2 separate regions of the Mus musculus genome follow, and region 2 is linked to region 1. A link is a contact called in public HiChIP or PLAC-seq data. All regions are on one chromosome and are shown on one strand. Each heading gives the region's core, a stretch centred on a gene start, on an enhancer-like site or on the middle of the called end of the contact. The rest is flanking DNA. Distances are from core to core; before and after follow the strand shown. Region 1 overlaps Poc1a (POC1 centriolar protein A). Region 2 holds the start of Abhd14a (abhydrolase domain containing 14A).

Region 1 (6,230 bases), core at 1,301-3,800:
GAATTTAGATACTCTAACTGCCCCTACCCTGCAGTTCCCTGCTTAATGGGCTCCTGGCATAAAGTGTCCGCTTCCATACTAGTGGGAAAGGGGAGATTGCTAGCCCACGCCTCTGCGGTGGCCATGCTGCAAGACTGCCTGTGGGGCTTTCAGTGTCCTTCCTTGTCAGTCAGGCCAGCTGTCGATTGTAGGAACAGACTGGATTCTTAAGTAGTTACACATTTTCCCTATGGGTCCTCTCATGGGGTCCCAAACCCAATTTGTAGGGAAGGTACAGAGCAAGAATTCCCTCGCATGCCTTCTGGCAGTCCCCACTTACAAGAGGGTACTTGTTTGTTTCCACCGAGACCACCCTCTGCACACCAGCGTTTGCTAACAGGCACATCTAAGCACACACAGGCAGTCCAGAGTGAGTTTCTTATCCTCTCCATACGGGCATTCCTGGGCTGTCCTTTCAGCACAGTCAAGTTCAGAAGGGCCTGAGCCCTGCCACTTGGAGACAAGAGGCTCGTTTGTCTTTCTGTTGAGAGGTTACTTCTTGGGAGACAAGGGACTCAAGACATTGTATAATCTGTGGTGGGGACAGGCTTGATGCCTGCCTTTAACTAGTTGTAGACACTCCAGGGAAGAATAAGAACATCTGTCTAGTCCCTGGCTCCTCCTCCCCAGCCCTGTTTCTGCCTTTGGCATTCAGTCCACTGGCTCCTGTGGCTTAACAATAGGGAAGGGTGGGGGAGGCCATTCCCGCCTCAAATACCTAGTCAAGGCAGCCTGCAGCCTCCCCTCCTGGCACGCAGCTCATTAGCTGCACTTCAAACCTAGCTTGCATTTGGTATTGCATGGAAGGCTGGATGGCAGCTCCCATAGGGACCTGGCAGACATCTCTTGCTTTCCATCTTCCATCCCCGTCTGCGGTTGTGGTGAAAAGAAACACCCCTCCCCCAAAGAAGCTGCAGAGTGAAATGGGCTGGGCAGTGGCTGTGGTTACCTCTGGAGCCTGGGAATGTTCACGGTTGGTCATAGGAGATTTCTTCTGCGGCTTCACGCTAGAGTAGTAGGGCAGGCTGGAAGGGGGACACATGAGATGCGTGCATGCACCCCTCATTCTGGCTGGTGCGGGATGTGCTTAGAAATGGGTAAAGGGACTCCAGTGTCTGCTCTTGTTCATTTGGAGCCCTCTAAAGGAAGGGTCAAACACAGAATACAAACAAGGGGCCTGTGTAAGCTTTGTGTCAGACAGCTGCAGACAGGCTGATGCTGCCATGAACCGAGCCACAACTGACCCTGTGCACTGGCTGCCAGGCGCTCTCTCTGCTGAAGTTCCATCACACCAAACCAGGGGAAGCAGAAAAGCCGCGCCAGGCCTGCTATTCCCCTCCACTCACTCTGACTCAAGTCTGTAGGTGAGCACAAACCCTTTTCCTACCCTGGGGCTGCACCCAGAAGGGAAAGTGGAAGGTTGAGCTTAGCCTAGCACAGCATGGAGAGCGGGTCCATGCCTCGTCCTGACCTTGGCCTGTCTGGCGCCTCTAGAAAAGTCAGGGCAGCCAGGCGTGGTGGTGCATGCCTTTAATCCCAGCACTCAGGAGGCAGAGGCAGGTGGATTTCTGAGTTCGAGGCCAGCCTAGTCTACAAAGTAAGTTCCAGGACAGCCAGGACTATATAGAGAAACCCTGTCTTGGACCCCCCACCCCACCCCCCCAAAAAAAAAAAGAAAAAAGAAAAGTCAGGGCAGCGAAGTGGGTTTTCCCTGGTGTGTCCATGTGACAGGGGAAGCTTATGAAACCCACCCTGATGACACATGCCCTTCTCTGTCCCTGCAGCTGTCCTGTTGGGCAGGAGTTGCAGCTAGCCTGCCCGGCTTGCAGTGATGGTTTGCAAGCCTCCCAGCTGCAGAGCAGTCTCCCAGGCTTGGGGATGTAAAAGGTGGCCAAGGTTCCTGCACCTACTTAGCTCTGTTGGGCTCAGTGTAGAGTCAGTGTAGCAGAACCTCTGGATAAACGTGCCTGCGTCCTGTGCCTTAGGTTCTGTCAGATACCTGGCTTCCCCGGTGGCTTTCCCATGGCTGGCAAGGAGAGGCGCCTAAACCCAGGTCCACGTTGGCAGGGCTGTGTTTTGGTCTCCTCTGGTGTGAGCAGTACTCCACAGGTCCCAGGAGCATCTGGCTTTACAAAGGCTGGAGGTGGGCCCTTTTATAGCTTCTCCATCTAAGGAGAGGCTCTGCTTATTTGAGAGGTGGAAAGAGGGATTGCTATGAAGCCAGAAGAAGGAAAATTAGTCAAAATTCCTTATCACAGGCCTGGCGAGATGGCTCAGCAGATAAGAGCACTGTCTGCTCTTCCAAAGGTTCTGAGTTCAAATCCCAGCCACCACATGGTGGCTCACAACCACCCGTAATGAGATCTGACACCCTCTTCTGGTGTGTCTGAAGCTAGCTAAAAAAAAATTCCTTATCCCAGTGGCTAATCCAAGGATAGAAAATGCATTCCGTGTACTTCCCTAAGAAAGTTAATCCTCAGTAGCGATGGGGACTGGGGCAGGCGAACACAGCAGAGAAATTCTACACCCCTGAGATAATGTGAAACAGAGCCGGGACCCAGGAAAGCTTGTATTGCTTGCAGCCGACTGGGGGCTGGGCGGGAGGGGGGGCAGTTTAGAGATTGTGAGGGATTTCTGTAGATTCTTGTTTTATGGGCCAGCTATGTGTGATCCTGGGTACTTCAGCATTACAGATGTCCTCAGAAGAGAGGACCTCCATTCCTTCCCTCCAGAGTTCCGGCCTTAAAGCTGTAAGTCATCAAATGAGGGCTGATGGGAAGAGGAGGAACCCACAGATCCTTTGACTCCAGCTCTGACTTTGTCTTCCCCCATTTCCTGCTCTCCTAAAGTCAGGGAGAGGGGGCTCTCCCACGGCCAGGCAGTTGGAGGGCCATGCTCGGGGTGGGGCCGCTGGTGTCGATCACCCCTCTCCCTCCCCTGCCACACTTAAACTTGCCATAGCCTGGGATTAAAATGAACTAAGTGCTCTCCAGCAGCCAGGCAGACCCACCAACAGCCTTGGGCTGCCCTTTGCGCTCAGGGAACTGTGTTCTCTCTACTCTCCCAGCACTCAGGACTCAGCATTTGTCCATCACATACTTTCTAAGTGCCCCCGTGTCCTGGAACAGGAAGACTTGGAACTTGTCTGTGAACAAGATTTATGCACTAGATGTCTGACAGGCTGCTTGAGGGCCAGTGTGGGCACCCTCAGAGTTAAAAGCCCCTGAGCAACAAACCATTTGATGTGGGCTGTGACCAAGAGCCTGGGTGTCACGAAGGACTGAACTCAAACTAGCAGCCTGTCCCCCTCTAGTTCCTAGTCATCTTCACATGTGACTGGCCATGGTCCACCATCAGCAAGACAGGGCTTCCTCTGTGTACACGTGCTTGCTAGAGACAGGGTAGAGCTGGGACAGACTGCCTACTCGGCATTTGTACTTTGATTTAATAGCTCATAAGACCTCACACCAGAGAGAGACTCCCCATTCATTGCTTCTGTTTTGGATGTTGAGAATCTGAGTAGAGTCAAAACCATGTGATAGGGAGATTAATTCCACATTTTCTGTCTTTAAAATGAACAAAGGAGTTAGATGTGTGTAGCACAGTCCAGGTTCCTAGAGCCAGTGGCCATCCCTAGAACATTCTCCCACACCTACCACTTTTACTCACAGTGATGTGCCAGAGTAACTGAACCTTTTTTTTATGACACTCCTTAGCTTCTAATAAGAGTCCGGGGGGGGGGGGGAGAAAAAAAGAGTCCTGTATTTGGGGGGATACTGGGGAACCCAAGACCCTCCAGAGAGACCTCCTGGGGGGAGCCCAAATCAGCCACAGTCCTGGAAATGATTAAGAACAGTTTTCCATCGTAGGGGAGCTATAAGAAGCCACAGACCTCCTTGCACCCCACTGCCTCAGACCCTCCTAGAACTGATCACAGGAAACTCCTTTGGAACATCAGTGTGTCCCAAAATTCCAAAGCCTAGCCAGGGCAAGAGCTAGGGGCATCATGTTGCCTACAGTGCATCCTATTCCTACCCCTATGGTATGTGTTAAATAAACATGAGTTATTAAGTGAGCATTGCAGTAGCTTTGAGAGCTGTATTTTACATACAAGAGAACTGAAGCCCTAAGTATGGTAACGTAGCCGAGGCCAGTCGGCCAGCTGGTCAGGTTCAGATGTGAGCATGGGCCATCAAAGTCAGGATCCTGCTCTTTTGTCCTACAGGCCAAAGCTTCTCACTGAGACTCGCTGCGACATTTCCCAGGGGCTCACACCCCTGCTGCAGCCACAAACACAAAGGAGAGGAAGGCAGGCCCCAAGCATGAGCTGGGGCGAGGAGGGGATCCTGGGACAGAAGTTGTCCCTGGGCTTCAGGAAGCAGTAGTGGCCACAAGTGCCATTTGAGTGTCACACACAAGGAGTCTGATGTCTTGGGTAGAAAAGGTATCACATCCTAGAGGCGGTGGGAAGGATGGGATTCAAGAGTCACCCAGAACAGGGGTCACTAGGAAGCTGCGATGTGGGTGTTGAGGGGACAGGCAGGCAGGGAAGGCGTGGGCCCATAAGGCTGGTGTGTGCTAGCGCAGAAGGAACCCCTTCTCTGCAGAGCCCTGCTGGGGCTACCATGGTTGCTATGAGACAGCCGAGTGCTACCTTCTGCCCAATGCTGCTGTCTTTTCCTAGCCACAGTGGATCTCTGTCTTGCTACAGACTAGGGAAGATGTCTCAGGCCGAGGCTTCCCTGCTAGACTTCAGTTCGTCCTCCTCTTGCCCAGGCAGGCATGTGACGTGGTGCCTGGCTTAGCCACCTTGCCCACTTCCGTGTTACCTACTTTCCAGCTCATGGAGCAGGCCCAGGAGGTGCCCTCCTCTCTGGAATCTATTCCCTCGCCTAAGAGGGCCCAGGATTCTCCTTGGAATAAGACCTGACCACAGGGAAGTGCTTTGGCCAGGGCGGGTCGTAGCTGCTGGGAAGAAGGTCCCCAGAGCTGAGTGGGGAGTCAGGTAACCGAGGGAAGCTGGGGTGAGTCCTGCGCATGTGCAGACCCTCCCGAGAGTCTAGCCATGTATCTGAGAAGTATAGCTAGAGTGGCCGGCACACCATGTGCCTAACAGCTCACTTCGTAATTCCTCCTGAGATATATGTCACTTACCATCGGTGATAGCAGAACGGTTTTGCCAAAACTCAGCCCTTCCAGACTTCTGCTGGTGACAGCAATGTCTAGAAGGCCTCAGGAGCCAGAGTCCCTTGTCCTGCATGTGGTAGGTCTTCTGCACAGGTGGTGGCAGTGGCTGAGGGAACAGTAGCTGCTCGAAAGTCTGTGACTCTGAGCCTTCCATCCCTCTGCTTGTGGGACCAGGGGGCTAGGGTCAGGTCTTCACCCAGAGTTCCTTCAGCCACCAGCAGACACCATATCATCTTTCCCGATGGCACCTGCTCAGACCTGTGACTTAGTGACACAATGGAGGCTTCCTCCTTCCCTCCTCTTTTTGGCTAGGTCTCTACTCTAACTTCCTTCTTTCTTTTTTTCTTTTCTTTTCTTTTCTTTTTTTTAATTGTTTTGTTTTTCTTTTTGAAACAGGGTTTCTCTGTGTAGCCCTGGCCATCCTGTAGACCTCTGTAGACCAGGCTGACCTTGAACTCAGAGATCCGCTTGCCTCTGCCTCCCTAGTGCTGGGATTAAAGGCCTGCACCACCACCATCATGACCTCAGCCCATATTTCTCTCGTGTATCTTTTCCTACTCAAGCACACTGGCCTCCCGACTGTTTGCCAGTTGTCCCTCAGCCTTTCCACTCATCCTGTGCATCAATCTGCCACCTTGTGATGTGTGTCAATCCCAGAGGTGGCCTCCCCAGCCCTGAGAGCTGCAGCCTGAGGCCCAGAGCCCGTTATGTCAGGGGCGCCATCCCAGTCAGTAAGACATTCGCCCAGGTCCGCTCTTTTGCCTTCTTCCCAAATACACAGTGAAATGTGGGATAGAAAAAGAAATAAACAAGAAGAAAGAGTTGTAGAGCCGGGCGGTGGTGGCACACGCCTTTAATCCCAGCACTTGGGAGGCAGAGACAAGTGGATTTCTGAGTTTGAGGCCAGGCTGGTCTACAAAGTGAGTTCCAGGACAGCCAGGGCTACACAGAGAAATCCTGTCTCGAAAAACAAAACAAAACAAAACAAAACAAAACAAAACAAA
Region 2 (6,230 bases), core at 1,150-3,649, 110 kb after region 1:
CCCTCTGCCTTGAGCTGAGTTCTGTAACTTGGGATAACTTCCTGGTGGTACCTGCCCAAGCTTCTTGGGAGATTTACACAATACACTCCACCTAAGCTGTTGGAGATGGGGTGTCCCCGTCATCATTTGCTGGGCCTGAGACGACCGTGCTTGTCTTACTCTGGGATTCTGGGTGCATCTTTACTGAGTGTAAACAAAGTGTGTGGGGTAGGGCTAGGAGCTGGGGCCCACCTGGGGCCACACCCACCTCTGTGGAACTCTTCTGCAGGCCTCACTCCCTAGCTCCGAAGTCAGGCTGTGCGTGGGCTTCAGCAGATCTTCCAGTGCTGATAGAAAATCAGGAGCCGGGTGCAGAAAGAGCACACTCTTCCTCCTAACCTGGAGCAGCCAAGGCTGCCTGTCTCCAGTGCAGCTTTCCCAAGAGGCGGAACATCCGGATGGACCACTCTTAGTGTCCCATCCTTCTTTCAGGGTCAAGGGGTGGGGTTTCACTCGTTGCCATGGCAACTTGGGTGCCCAAGACTAGACAACTGTAGGGGTTCTGATGCAGACTGCACTGCGGGTGGAAGAGGTTGGAGGTAAACTGTGCTTGCTCTGGTTACCGAAATGCCCCTCTTCCACAGCACACAGTGTGCACACACTCATAACAGACACAAGAGCCTGGCTTCCACACACTTTTCAAGAAGCTATCCCCTAAATGTACCATAGCCTCTTTGCACACCCATTTGGTTTATGCAGTCACACTTGTACACTAACACCCATAAATCCCATACATGGGTGCGTTAACAGTCTCTTCCAAAGTCAAAATATTTCATGCTGCAGAGGAGCTCCTTAAGCAGGGAGGTGAACAGCCAGAAATCAGCTTCAAGAACTCCCCTGAAACTGATCAGATTCACTAGAGCCCTCCCTGCCAGAGTAAACCACAAAAGCTGAGAGAGAACCCCTCTCCCACCACATAAAGCTAAGCTGCAAAGAAGCCTCCTCCGAGAGCACGCCAGCTCCCCAAAGAAGCAGAAACCAGCCGAGCTGCCTACAATAGGTTCACACCAGCTGAGGCACTTGGGAAAGACACTCCCCAACCAGGAGAGCTGCCTGCTGGCTGTGCGGTGTGTCCACGTTTTGTGAACTGTCACCCCTGTTTCGGGCTTTGGTGACATAGCTGTCTTTGAGTCCTTTCTGCTCCCATAAGTAATCCCTTATCTGTATTTCTGTAAGTAACCCCAATAAAAATCATTGGTTCACCAAGTTGGACTTTGGTGGTATCCGTACTGTGGACTGTCATGGGCTCCCTATCTGGGATAAGTAGATGTGTGTTTTCTCTCCCCAGGAAATATTTTGTCACAGGACATTATTCTGTGACCCAAAATAAGGTTTTTGTTATCAGGATGGACACATAGGATTTCAAAACCATATGGAAGTCAGGCAGGTGGCCCATGGCTTCAATGGCTTTAATCACAGTACTCAGGAGCCAGAGGCAGGAGGATCTCCATGAATTTGAAGCCAGCTTGGTCTACATAGGCAGTTCCAGGTCAGCCAGGGTCACATAGACACAGTCTCGGAGAAAAAAAAAAAAAAAACAAAAAACAACCCACACACAGGTATGGAAGTTGGAAATTCAGGACCCATAGGGTGAAAGCAAAGAAACAATTCCCAAAACTGCCCTTTGAGCTCCATACACATCCCCCGAAATAAATGAAATACTAAAAGGGCAAGAGTTACAGGTGAAGGGCACCTGCTGCAAGCCTGACGATCTGACTTTTATCCTTGGAATTAATTCACAGTAGTGGAAGGATGAATGGACTCCAGCAAGTCTGGACTTGACCTCCTTATGTGCCACCACCAATATAAATGTTTTAAGAAAAAAGACCTAGGGGAAAACAAACTACTAGCAAACAAGGACCTGCGGGGCAGGCGGGGAAAGAAACGCACCAACTGAAGGACACACACAAACCTTCGGAAATACACACAGTCAGATGCAGAGATAAACACAGAAGAGACATGCAAGCAGGCATGCAGACCGGAAAACACTACCCCAGCCCCCGCTATCCCAGCCCCCCGCCGCCAATGCGAAGAGAAGCACTTATACCCAGACCTTCCAAAACACACAGACACTCGCGTGCCCAGGGGCACAGGAAAACTGTACACGTGTTGCCCCGCGCTTGCGCCTTCCAAAGGACTCTGCCCCAAGCGGCAGGGACAAGGATGGCTGATCCGGGGACAACCTGAGGGCCTCCTTCTCTGGGGACACTCACCGCGTGGACAGGAGTGACCAGAAAGGCTCCGGTGAGGCGGGGCCCGGCCTAGGCGGAACCAACTGCCAAACAGCCTAGCGGCTGTGGTACAGCCTCCTTGGTAACCAGACGGCTAAAGTCCAGCCACCCAGGCGCGCTTGCGCAGTACGCAGCTGCAGGCCAAGCCTGGTTACCAGGGAAGAACGTGGGGCGGTGCCCTAAAGCACCGAGGCCCGCCCCTCTCAGCCCAGATTTTAGGAATTGTTATTGGCCTGAGAGCCTGTGGAAAGTCACCCGGTTCATCAATTTCCGCAGGTTTGTTTGCAAAATGGGGTTTAGGAAAGACACGCTGTGTAAGGATGTCATGGAACTTAAGGACAGGTCAGGTCTCAGAAGAGTTCTTGGCACCAAGCTCTCCTAGCGTTAATGCCAGATGATGCAGCAGCTCCAGACTTCTGCCCAAGCATTTTCTTTACTCGCCCCATTCCCCAGACGGGTCAGAGCTTAAGGTGTCTTCTAAGTCTGGTCTGCTCAGGACATTTATTTTTGGTTGGCAACCTGTGATCAACGTCTGGTCTGTCCCAGGTTCAGGCCTCTGTGTTGCAACCAGACTTTGGGGCAGGGAGGCCAGGAAGGGTGCAAAAGATTCACTACTCATTTGGTACCTCGCCAAAGTTGGCATTAACCGGATTCATTCTACAGGCTCAGAACACACTCCGATGTCACCTGGCCGAACTTTGGCGGAGCCTTCCACTCAGATATGTAGCATGTCAGCTTTATGACAGGTGTACAACTCGTCATGTACTGTCCTGACTCAGGGTGAGGGATGGGATGGGATGGGAGGTTGGGGGTTGGGGAAAACAGCAAAGATACCAGAAATATTTCGCCCGTTAAGTCAAGCCATTTCTGTGTGGAAATGATCTGTGGAGCAGATCAATGAGGATGCAGTTCGCTGACTGTTTCGAGATCTTCAACCCTGTTTTTGGTGCACATGGGGTGGAGGTGGGCTTGGGAAAACAAGTTTGATCAAAGAACGAAGGGTTAAGGTGCAGACGAGCCTAGTGGCAGCTTGTGACCAAGAGAGGGCGCCTGGAACGCCTAGGCCTGTCCCCACCTCCTGTCCCCACCCCTTTCCTACTTCTCTCCCCACCCGTCAATAGCACACGCCATTCTCCTGCGGAAGACCACGCACATTTCCAGGTACCACGCACATTTCCTGTACTCTCGACTCCCTCTCTTGGCGTCTCCACTCAGAACCCACCTGCCCCCAGGCTTCTCATCTCGGCTCTCCAGGTCACCTCTCCTTCCCTCTCCAGGCTACCCCTCCTTCCCTTGCTTCCTCCAGACAGACTCAGGGTTCTGGAACTGTGGCCAGTGAGCCGGGGAGCCTTGGCAGCGCGGGTGACCGCAGCGTCAACTGGTTGGGCTCCAGCGGCTAGCGCGCTGAGCACCCCGCGTCCCTGGCAGTCAGGAACTCCAAAGTCCTTGCTGACCGGTGCATGTGTTTCTGCTTCTGGAAAAAGGGCCTTCGTCCCAAACAAACTTGATCTCCTGCCTGTATTACTAGTTCACCCACAGTACGCTAGTGCTGGTTTAGATGAGGCTAATCAGGGCGGTATTTACCCTTGATTGAGCACTTACTATGTCCTAGGCATGTATAAGTTTTCCCCTCATGCATAGCCTCATTTAATGCCTATGAGCTATTTTTTTTTCTTTCTTTCGAGACAGGGTTTCTCTGTGTACCCTTGGTTGACCTGGAACTCACTCTGTAGACCAGGCTGGCCTCCAACTCAGAAATTCACCTGCCTCTGCCACCCAAATGCTGGGATTAAAGGTGTGTGCCACCACTGCCAGGCTATGAGCTAGTATTGAATAGTCCCACATACCAGTTTTTTACTAGCAGCAGATACCTTAACTGGGAAAGATTTTTTCACTTTTTGCTTTTTTTTTGTGGGGGGGTGTCTTCTCAAGACAGGGTTTCTCTATGTAATTCTGGCTGTCTTAGAACTCTCTCTATAGACCAGGCTGGCCTGGAACTCAGAGATCAGTCAACCCGTCTCTGCCTCCCAGTACTGGGACTAAAGGTGTGCACCACCACTGCCCAGCAGGTTTTCTTTTTTGTTTGGTTGGTTTTTGGAGACAGGGTTTCTCTGTGTAGCCCTGGCTGTCCTGGAACTCACTCTGTAGACCAGGCTGGCCTCAAACTCAGAAATTCGCCTACCTCTGCCTCCCAAGTGCTGGGATTAAAGGCATGAGCCACCAGGCTCGGCCCAACAGGTTTTCATCAATTCTTGAGTGACATTTGTAATTCTGCCATGTTGCTGTTAAGACAGTTAAAGCCCAACACCAAGCAACCAAGTGAGAGCAGCAGAAATAATACCCGCTTTTCCTGACCTTAATTCAGATCCTCAAGGCCTGGTGGACACCTAACTGCTCCCTGCAGCTCGCAGGCAGGGTTTCCTTCATTTCTCACCAGCCTGGCTTTGAACTGCAGGCACATCACCACTGGGCATGGCCGGTGTGGACCAGCATGAGGGCACCATCAAGGTGCAGGGCCAGAACCTCTTCTTCAGAGAGACCCGGCCTGGGAGTGGGCAGCCTGTCCGCTTCTCTGTGCTGCTGCTGCATGGTATCCGCTTCTCCTCGGAGACTTGGCAGAACCTGGGTACTCTGCAGAGGCTGGCCGAGGCTGGCTACAGGGCTGTGGCCATTGATCTGCCAGGTACTTCTGGGATCGGGCTTCTGGGCCAGGGTTGGGAAAAATGTGAGGATGGAGGACTGGAAGGATTTAGCCAATCTAGCTCCCTGAGCTTGGCAGTTAGGTAGCTAGACCTCTGAACTTGACTAGTCCTGCTCTAGAAGGAGCCATACGTGGTTCAGCTGCTTTTCCCTGGTACTGGACCTGTGTCTAGATGCCTTTGGGCTCACTTCCCTTCCCTCATCTGTAATGGTAGGTACCACACTCCTGCTGGTGGTGACTGTCCCTAGTGAGCACGGAAGGAGGTCATTGTGTGACTGTATTAGCTAGTATATAATGACAAGCAGCAGAGGGTGCCCAGCTGATGGGAAGCAAAGTACCTGAATAGAACCATATTCAGTCTGATGACAGCACTAACAAGGAGTCTTGCAGAGCCTTGGGAAGCACGGCGGATATAGCTAAGGACCTGGTCTCCTATTTGCAAGCAGAGTCCTCGAGCTGGGCCCTGGAGGAGGTGGGAAGAGCTTCCAAATTGCTTAGCATAACCTGAATGACCGGGCCCCACCACTTTCAGCGTGGAGTGAGGAATTGGAGACATAGCCTATCTGACAGGATCTAATCCCCTCACGGGCTAGAGCTGATACAGTTTCAGGTTTCAAGGGCAGATTTCCAGCCTGGCCAGGCTAGCTTCCAACAGTGGGTTGGGCTGAGCGTCACGGGGAAGATCTACACTAATGTTGTTGGGGGGAGGGGCGGGGCGACTGGTAGGTCCCATTACAGGAGCACACTCCTCCAGTGTCAAGTTGGGGCTCCATGCCTTTTAAACAGTTAATTTATACAACTTTAAATGGCGGGCACATTCCTTACCCCTTTAAAACAGACGTGGAAACTGCAGCTGAGGAGGGCTAAGAGGTTTAACCTGTGGTCATCTTTAGAGTAGACAGAGACCTGGGACTCAGACCAGCCCTGATAGACTCCAGAGCTTCATTCTTTTCAGGACACTGTTAGAACGAACACAAACATAAAAAGAATTGTCTCATTCTCGCCATAGATAAAAAACACTGGGCTGTGGGCATGAATGAATTTCAGTCTACTACTGGGTGTTACGTGAACCTGGGCACAGAGTGGAGGAAGGGACCCTTCCCATTCATTGCCGTTGTCTCTCCTACGCCCGACTACCTGCAGGTCTTGGGCGATCCAAGGAAGCAGCAGCCCCTGCCCCTATTGGGGAACCGGCCCCTGGCAGCTTCCTAGCTGCTGTGGTGGATACCTTGGAGCTGGGACCCCCAGTTGTGATCAGT

The links. HiChIP or PLAC-seq counts read pairs in DNA pulled down with a chosen protein or histone mark.
Region 2: a contact with region 1 is called in an H3K4me3 HiChIP or PLAC-seq map of craniofacial prominence, with 2.1 times the contacts expected there. The contact joins the promoter of Abhd14a here to the enhancer-like site in region 1. A contact is called at or near these places in 6 of 39 promoter capture datasets (cranial neural crest, frontonasal cranial neural crest, liver and 3 more), 1 of 484 Hi-C or Micro-C datasets (muscle stem cells), 6 of 115 datasets of contacts at active chromatin or transcription factors (the 230-238 cell line, bone marrow-derived macrophages, craniofacial prominence and 2 more) and 3 of 9 other capture datasets (adipose tissue, liver and pancreatic islet).

The regions. Positions count from the first base shown.
Region 1 is chr9:106,338,096-106,344,325 of GRCm38.p6, forward strand. All of the region lies in intron 10 of Poc1a (POC1 centriolar protein A), which reads left to right. Among named protein-coding and RNA genes, the nearest start is that of Dusp7, 27 kb to the right of the region's middle. Within about 2 kb of position 2,551, at least 50 of the 459 cell types and tissues checked have an H3K27ac peak or open chromatin away from gene starts, as enhancers often do. A contact at or near this core is called in bone marrow-derived macrophages, craniofacial prominence, muscle stem cells and 1 more, where this site is marked.
Region 2 is chr9:106,445,279-106,451,508 of GRCm38.p6, forward strand. It overlaps Abhd14a (abhydrolase domain containing 14A), which reads right to left and starts at 2,400. Exons shown (of 6, transcript NM_001110271.2): 1 at 2,253-2,400; 2 at 248-556. It overlaps Abhd14b (abhydrolase domain containing 14b), which reads left to right and starts at 3,362. Exons shown (of 4, transcript NM_029631.3): 1 at 3,362-3,431; 2 at 4,726-4,953; 3 at 6,115-6,230. The coding sequence starts at 4,743.